3 separate regions of the Sus scrofa genome follow, and all the other regions are linked to region 1. Evidence: chromatin contacts called from public Hi-C and promoter capture Hi-C data. All regions are on one chromosome and are shown on one strand. The core of a region is the stretch at or near the end of the contact, and the rest is flanking DNA. Distances in the headings are between cores, read along the strand shown. Region 1 holds the start of VTI1B (vesicle transport through interaction with t-SNAREs 1B). Region 2 holds the start of ZFP36L1 (mRNA decay activator protein ZFP36L1). Region 3 holds the start of DCAF5 (DDB1- and CUL4-associated factor 5).

What was found. Promoter capture Hi-C pulls out the DNA fragments that hold promoters and counts their contacts. A called contact is a pair of places that touch in the nucleus more often than the background predicts.
Region 2: a promoter capture Hi-C map of liver shows a contact between it and region 1, with 6 times the contacts expected there. The contact joins the promoter of ZFP36L1 here to the promoter of VTI1B in region 1. A contact is called at or near these places in 1 of 5 promoter capture datasets (liver) and 1 of 2 datasets of contacts at active chromatin or transcription factors (alveolar macrophages).
Region 3: a contact with region 1 is called in a Hi-C map of heart right ventricle, with 4 times the contacts expected there. The contact joins the promoter of DCAF5 here to the promoter of VTI1B in region 1. A contact is called at or near these places in 1 of 47 Hi-C or Micro-C datasets (heart right ventricle) and 1 of 2 datasets of contacts at active chromatin or transcription factors (alveolar macrophages).

The regions. Positions count from the first base shown.
Region 1 is chr7:91,412,043-91,414,742 of Sscrofa11.1, reverse strand. It overlaps VTI1B (vesicle transport through interaction with t-SNAREs 1B), which reads left to right and starts at 1,263. Exons shown (of 6, transcript NM_214437.1): 1 at 1,263-1,385. The coding sequence starts at 1,271.
Region 2 is chr7:92,494,490-92,497,189 of Sscrofa11.1, reverse strand. It overlaps ZFP36L1 (mRNA decay activator protein ZFP36L1), which reads left to right and starts at 1,326. Exons shown (of 2, transcript XM_013989124.2): 1 at 1,326-1,819. The coding sequence starts at 1,763.
Region 3 is chr7:92,811,925-92,814,624 of Sscrofa11.1, reverse strand. DCAF5 (DDB1- and CUL4-associated factor 5) reads left to right here and starts at 1,328. Exons shown (of 9, transcript XM_021099398.1): 1 at 1,328-1,908. The coding sequence starts at 1,695.

The sequences.
Region 1 (2,700 bases), core at 14-2,513:
CTTTTTGTACCTGTCCCTTTTATTTATAACACAATGCTATGGGACTTACCACAGTACACTGCCACTGATGACCTCAGACTTTGCTATCTATCTCTATGTTCAATATTAGGAGCTCAACAAAAATTTGTTGAATCAATGATCAATGAATTCGGTCTAATAAAAAACTAGGGTCCAGGAGATAAAAATTACCAAATCATTTACCCCTGGTCAGTCATATATTTTTAACATGTGCGGGCAGTTTTAAGTATTCCAGAATGGGCTCCATAGGCAAACTCATCAGTGAAAATAGGAATTTTCCTCCATTAAATCACGAAAACCCACGAAGTGCAGAAAAAGATCTTGTAATTGTTAACACATTACACTTGAGAGAGAGCTGATAAAAGCCAGGTCTGCCTTCATTATAAATTACCCAAGCGCAGAGAGAAACTTATTCACCAACACTTTCCCAGATCCCACCACAGTGACTACCCTTAAATTGACAAACACCGGCTAAGTGAACGAGTGCACCGCAGCTGCGGCGGCTAGAGGGTGAGTATTTTAGGGGCCACCCTGCCCGAGGGCCACTCCTGAAAGCATATGACTGATCACTTGACTCCCAGTCAAAGTGCTTTACTGCTTGAGAGCAGGCAGGAACCTGACCCAGCTATTTTCCGAAAACTGAAAGCTAACAGTCATAATGTGGACTGAATCAGAGTGGCCAAACATTACCACCAGAGTGAAGACGACGACCACGCGCTACCGATATGTTAGCGTCACGTCCGCGGCCGCGGCGACCACAGGGCCACCGCCCCCAACGATGCGTGACTTCCGAGTAGGGGCGTTTTCCGCGCCGAACTACAGCCCCCAGCATGCACTACAGCCCCTCGACGGAAGGCGGATCCCGAGAGGGAGGGGGCCGTGCCGCCCGGCCTGCGGGTCCCCAAAGTCCCTTCCGCTGTGGCGCTCTCCCCGACGCCGAGCTGGGTATTTCCCGGGTTCCGAGACTGCCGGCTAGCGTCAGATCGCTGCCACCCCCGCAGGAGTCGCCCGGGCAGCGCACGCTGCCAAACTTTCCGTCAGGCTTTGGCGCCTGGCGCGCCGTCAGTGACGCCATGCAGGGGGTGGGCGTTCCGGTTCGGCAGGACCCCGCCGCGGCGCCGGAAGCGCCTCGTCCTGGGAGGTGGTGGCGGCGGTCGCCGTGATGCCTGCGGGGCTGGGCGGCTGACGGTGGCGTAGAAGTGGGCCCCGAGCCCTGAGTCTCGGCGGCCGCTGTTGTAGAGCGGCCTCCGCCATGGCCACCTCCGCCGCCTCCTCGGAGCATTTCGAGAAACTGCACGAGATCTTCCGCGGCCTCCATGAAGACCTACGAGGGGTGCCGGAGCGGCTCCTGGGGATAGCAGGGACAGGTAAGGCGGGGGCGGGCTGAGCCTAGGGGAACCCGGCTCCGCCAGCTCTGCGAGGAAGGGCCCCCACCCTCTTCTCTCGCTTCTCATTCTCAGACACGCCCCCTAAGGTTGGCTGGGTCCAGGCACCCGGGAGCTCCCTACTGCCAGGTGTTCCCTTTTGATCCTATAGCGTTCAGATTTTTCTCGTTTCGTCTTCAGCGTGGCAAGAAGAGTACAGACCTTAAATCTGAGATGCTGTGTTTCAGTAGAATGGGTTTCTTTTGTAGCTTTCTGTATTTTTGTTTTATATATCCAAAACTATTTTCAAAAGAGACCCAGACTGGCAGAAGAGCCGTAGCACAAAAAAAGTTCAGAACCCAAAGGAGTCATAACTCTGGGGGTTGGTAAGTAACCAGTCTTGGAGGGGGGGTTCTTTAAAATCAGGATTGTGATCATTAGGTATGGTCGTCCTCTGAACTCCGCCTAGACTGTTTCTTGCTCCTTGATTTTAAAGTTCGGATTGCTGCAGGTTTTGCTTGGAGGAAATAAAGAGTTCGAATTCACATAGGGAAGTTTGCCATAGTTTTTTGTCCTAAGACAAATAGCTCTCCATGGCAAAGCAGGTAAGATTTTTGTTGTTTTTACTTAAGTGTCAAAGCTTGAGTGTTTGCTCTGTGAGTTCCTCAAGGTCATATGAATTGACACACTGGTGAGAATTATATCTTTGTTTAACATATTTATTGGAGGAGTCTGCTGTGTGCTAGGCACTGTCCTAGATGCTGGTAATATTACAAACTACAGTGAAAACGCTTAAAGTCTCTTCTATAGGTTGATGATAATATAAATATCAAGAGGTGGTGCGGAGTTCCCGTCATGGCTCAGTGGTTAACGAATCCAACTAGGAACCATGGGGTTGCGGGTTCGATCCTTGACCTTGCTCAGTGGGTTGATCTGGCGTTGCTGTAAGGTGTGGTGTAGGTCGCAGACTCGGCTGGGATCCCGCATTGCTGTGGCTCTGGCGTAGGTGAGTGGCTACAGCTCCGATTCAACCCCTAGCCTGGGAACCTCCATATGCTGTGCGAGCAGCCCAAGAAATGGCAAAAAGACAAAAAAAAGAGGTGGTGTTAAAGCAATGTGAGAAAATAAAACAGGGCAAAGAAATAGGGAGGGGGCTCTAGCTTTAACTTGAGTAGCTGTGAAAGGCCTCTTTGAGGAGGTGATTTGAAGTTAAGTTGAGCAGAGATTTGAAGTAAGGGGGTGAACCATTCAAATCTGGGGAAAGTGAGAGTCAGGAAGACAGAACGGTACTGCAGAGATCCTTGAGCAGAAATGAGCT
Region 2 (2,700 bases), core at 77-2,576, 1.1 Mb before region 1:
ATAATGGGGTGACCTAATTACATCGCAATGGAACCCGCTCTTAGCCACTCAGCGCACAGGGTTTCATAACAGACCCGGCCGCCTCGAGTGCTGGGAAGAAACGTGCGAGGGCCAAGGAGGCGTCCGGGCACGCGGGGAAATAGGAAAGAAATGCGGCCCCAAGATTTCCATCACGGTCTTCTCGCCAGCAACCCGTGGGCAGTGGGGCACACGTTGACAACTTTTTATTTGGGTGGGTGAAGGGGCATCTGAACTTAACAGTAAATAAATATATACTTCCCAGTTTTCAAAAGCATAATAATCAATTGGGGCATTTCGGTTTCGAGGATCCCATATCCCCCCTCCTCCCATCCCGCCAAAACAGCTCACTGTGACAAGCCATATGTTCCGTTCCCCTGGGGGCGGGGGAGAAGCAACAATAAGTTAAAAGTGTCGCCTTCCTCCATCTCTTTACCTTTATTTTACCAAAGCAACTTTTTTTTCCTTGTTCAGTGGTTTAGGTGTATGTGTGTGTGTGTGTGCGTGTGTGTGTGTGTGCGCGCGCATGTGTGTTGGTAGGGGTAGTTTCGGCGCGGCCCGTGGTTCAGAGTGCGCGGGGAAAGTTGTGCCTTGCTGGGTGGGTTTTTTTTTTCCCTCCGAGGAGGAGAAGAGGCGCTCATGAGGATTCGGGTTTTCTTTACAAAAACGTTTAAAGATCGATGTGTGAAATAAATACACTCCCAAGCCTGTTAAAACAATCCGCCAGGGCCGTGGTCTTTTCGCTAACAACCCGCCCCCCCCACCCCTCCAGTCCACTCTCGGAGGGTGTCCGCTGCAAAGCGATCGCGGGTGTAGACGCGTGCGGCGGGCTAAATCGCTCTGTGCTCGTCCCCGCCAGGCCAGGGCCTCCTGGGGGGAAAAAAGTCTCCTAATCCTCCTCTCTCAACCCCCATCCCCGCCCCTGAAAAAAAACAAAACCCTAAACTTGAACGCTTTGTGAGCTTCTTATTTTCAATCTCCTCTCCCCGTGGGGTTTGCGGAGGGGAGCCGAGTGCGAAAGAAAACTCGGGGAAAGAGTAAGTTATGCGGGTACTTGGAGAAGTTTCAAGGGAGATCTGCTCAAGATGGAAACCGCAGCCCGGGCGCTAAGGACGGGCTTCTGCTCCAGCTTGCAAAAAGAGAAAGTCGAGCCCGCCTTCCTGCCCGACAAAAAAACAACAACACAACAACAAGAACCCCGAAGAGGGTGGAATGAGTGATGTCACAGAGCCGCGCTCGCAGGCTGACAAAGGGGGGGGCTCCCCTCCTCCCCCCGCGCGGCGCACCGCCCCAGAGAGGGGCGCCTGCAGCGAGGGGTAGCCAAGCGAGCGGAGTCGAAACTTTTCCTCTTTAAGAAAAAAAGTTGTGCGCAGCTCGCAGTGGGTTTTTTTTTTTTTCTTCTTTGCCTTCTTTCCTCGTCTCCCCTCCCCCTTCTTCCTTTTGAAAGTTTCTTTCTTTTTTTTTTTCCCCCGAGTTTGACCGCATGGCTGATTCAACTTCAGTGTCAATCAACTTTTTTTCCTCCTCTTCCTCATTTAAATAAGTTTAAAGCTCCTCCCTCTTCTCCGGCCCACCAAATCTGAAACTTATATAAATTGGGCTTCGCGCGCCGCAGCCGGGGAGAGTCAGAAAGGCGAGGGGCGCCGGGAGCAGGCGTGTGGGACTCCAGACCGGAGAGCCTTCCCCGCACCGGGACCTTCACAACAAACCAGATCCTCGTCCCTGCCCCGTGCGAGCGCCCAGGATGACTACCACCCTTGTGTCTGCCACCATCTTCGACTTGAGCGAAGTTTTATGCAAGGTAAAGTGGGGCGGAGCATTTACTTTTCTAAGCCTTTTTCTTTTTTCTCTTGTCTGCCAAAAGAACCCCCCAAAGTTTAGGTCTGGGAAGACTGGGAAAAAGCGAGGAGAGGCGAGGTAGTTGTTTTTTCCGCCCCATTTCGCCCCCCAGTTTGAAGGAATTTGGCGCTTTCCTTCCCATCCTTTGAATTTCAGCAGCTCCTGGCGGGGATTACATGGGAATCTGGAGTCCAGAGTTTTGAGGGGCGAAGTTTACGTGGGGCTGCCCGGGGGACGCGGGGCATTGACCGGGGCAGTTTTTTTTTTTTTTCTTTTTTTCGGTGATTCATTCGTCCATAACGTGCTGCTTTTGAGCCCGGTTTCGGTAGTGGGCTCGGTTTCCCTGTGAGCGCTCAGGGTGTCGCCGCTGCCGGGCGACACCGCTGCCGGGAGGGGGTTCGAGTCTCTCCAGCCACATTGCCGGACTGCGGCTCGGGAAGTGGGGGTCCGGTGGAGAGGTAAATCTCAGGACAGTGTTTTGCTGGGATGTGTCCCCTTCTGTTCTGGAGAGGCTGGGGATCTGCGAGAAAAAGGCCAAGAGTTGTGATTCAAAGGATGTTGCAAAACGAGTTTGCAGTGGGACTTCAGCTCGCCACAGTTCGGCCAGGCTTCCTCCTGTGATAGCCGATCTCCTGCAGACTTTGGGCGAACGTGGGACTCGCTCACCTTTTTTTTCCCAAGGGACCGCGACTCGTAGATGTAGAGGGAATTGGGCGGGGGGGTACCGACAACGAAACTCCTGTTTGAGTTCAAGGGTCTCCGCGAGGAAGGATATAATAGGGGCCTCCTTAAGCCGTGTAGCTTGCCAGCCGGTGTGGAAAAAGGCAAGTTTTAAATCCCGAG
Region 3 (2,700 bases), core at 79-2,578, 1.4 Mb before region 1:
TGGCTGGTATACCACTACTGATCTTTATGGTGCTGTTATAATGAATAAACACTACGAAGCATCCTGAAAATTAAAATTTTTAAGGGAAAGTATTACATATTTTCCTGTTTAGGGAAATATTCCATTAAAACCACACTTTCTGGAATTTAGGGAATTTCTGTGATGTTTGGCAACATTTGTTATAATGTTGATTTTTAAATCAAACATTTTACTTGCATTTTTGTTATGAGTATGATTCATCTTATCATTGTCCTTGTACAAAAAGTAGAAGTAGCTCATTTTGCTTGATGGGGGTCCTCTTCATGGCCCCTCTTTCACGGTGCGTATACCTGACTGTTCATGTGCTCTCTCTGACAGAGGATGCAATTCCTGCTAAATTGAAAGGGCAAAACTGACAACCGCCTATTCTAGTAGTCTATTACCGTTTAATGACAGAGGATAGCTTCTGGGAAAAATACACTGACAAGGGGATTTTTTACTGTACCTAGTAGAATTCCAAAGCACTTAACACCCAATCTCCTCACTAGGGGGGGAACGCGGAGGCTCCTGGCCTATTGACGTGCAGCTACTTCGGGCCTGGAATGCAGCTGCTGGTTAACAGCTGTTCAGCTTCTGAGCTCTACACTCAAGACCTTGAAGGGGAGCTCACCGCATCCAATTAAATAACATAAATTGCTATTTTTGAATAATGTGTCTTATGTCTTGCAGGTGAGCCTTCTCAACTCGGTTTTGGGCAATTTTCTTCTCAGTTCTTAAGAATTCCTTCCCCGCCCCCTCTCTTTCTCTGATACCACTTTATCATCTACCAGAGGGAACCCGGTTTAGCCTTTTTCACTGAATGGCTGGAGGAAGGGAAAATTATTAGAGAACTGAATAGGGGGAGGGGTAGTGTTAAAAATTTCTTTGGGGAACCCCAAGCAACCTTACCCCAAGAGTCCAGTCCTAACTCCTGGTTCCCTTCCCGTGGGCAGGGCTCGGGCGGCCCCAGGAAGAGGTGAACTGAGGGAGGACGATCGGAGCCTGTGCCCGCAGTCCTCCCTCCACCTCTCTGCCACCTCGGGCTGCATTTTCCGGACCGAAAAAAAGCGCGGGGAGCCGCACTCGCCCCGACGCTGGGCCTCCGGGAGGCGACGGACCGCCGGCCGCCTGGGGAGTAAGGCGAGCCCGCAGCCCCGTGGCCACTTTGATTGTTGCGCGCCTCCAACTTCACAGAGTGCAACGCTCAGGGGGTGCAGCCGGGCCTCCGCCCTGCGCGACTCGGGTCCTCGCGCCGGGAGGAGCTGCGGCGCGGGGACAGCCGAGCCGCCGCCCGCCGCCTCGAGGCCAGCAGCCCGCGTCCTTCCCGCCTGGAGCCCGCGGCGGGGGAGGGGCCGCTGCCACCCGCATTCTCCCGGCCCCCGCGGCCGGCGGAAGGGCCGCGCGCATCGCGGAAGCGCGGCCGCAGCTGAGGATCAGCTGCTGGAGGGGGCGGAGAAGGAGAAGGAGGAGCCTAGGAGGGGGAAGGGGAGGGAGGGGACCGTCAGGAAGCCGCGAACGCCACCGAGTGTCTGCACACCTCGCTCCGTCTGCTATGGCTGGTTAAAGAACCATCCGGATCGCAGCGCGGGGGGAGGGCCGGGTGGGGGGAGAGCGGCGGCCGCGCGTGAGGCCGAGGGAGGGGCGGCGGCGCGAGCGGCGGCGGCGGCGGTTCCAGCATGAAGAGGAGAGCTGGCCTGGGGGGCAGCATGAGGTCAGTGGTGGGCTTCTTGTCCCAGCGGGGCTTGCATGGGGACCCCCTGCTCACTCAGGACTTTCAGAGGAGACGCCTGCGAGGCTGCAGAAACCTCTACAAGAAGGACCTCCTCGGCCACTTCGGCTGTGTCAATGCCATTGAATTCTCCAACAATGGAGGCCAGTGGCTGGTCTCAGGTAAATCAACCCCCTTCCCCTCCCTGCGGCCCCCTTCCAACCTCCCTTTTCCGCTCTCCCTCGCTACCCTCCTCCTGCCCTCCGTCCCCACCCCCTCCCTCCTCAACCCCCCCCCTTTTCGGCGGTGGGAAGGTTGGGTGTCAGATTAAACCTTGGCACGGGGAGAGAGGGAGGGAGGGGAAGGAGAGGATGTCTTCTATAAAATAAAAGACCTAAAATGGTTGACAGGTCCTTAATTCGCCTTATCCCAAGTGTAAAGTGCTCTCTCCTGGTGACTGCCCTGAAAGTGTGGGTCGGGGAGGGGGGCGAGGTTACTGCTTGACAAAGTTTGATGGGAAACTCTTCCTCCGTGTACTTTAAAAGGTGCGGGGGGCATTTGGACGATTTAGAGGGGAGGAGGCCGAGGCGCCGGAGGCGGCGGGGGGGGGGAAGCTCGAGCCTCTGTCGCCGGCGTCCGGGCAAGGGGCCTTGGGTCCGGGCGGTGACAGGGCCGGCCGCTGGAGGGGTGAGTGGAGGGGAGGTGACGGGCCCCTCAGGGGCCCGGCTCCATCTCCTCGGGGTCTGGGGTGGCCTCTTCCGTGTCGTGTTTTTCTTATGATTCGGGAGTGCCGAGGGCTCTGGAGGCCAAGGGGCCACTGGTCTGAACTTAAATGCGCAACTTGTGAGCCAGGGGTGGGGGGTGGGAGACCCCGGGAGACTTGTTGGCGGGAGCCCGGCTCCTGCACCCCCTTTCCCGCGCCTGCCGTTGCAGGTGGTCTCCGCACCTCCTCCCTCCCGCCTAGCTGGCCTTGG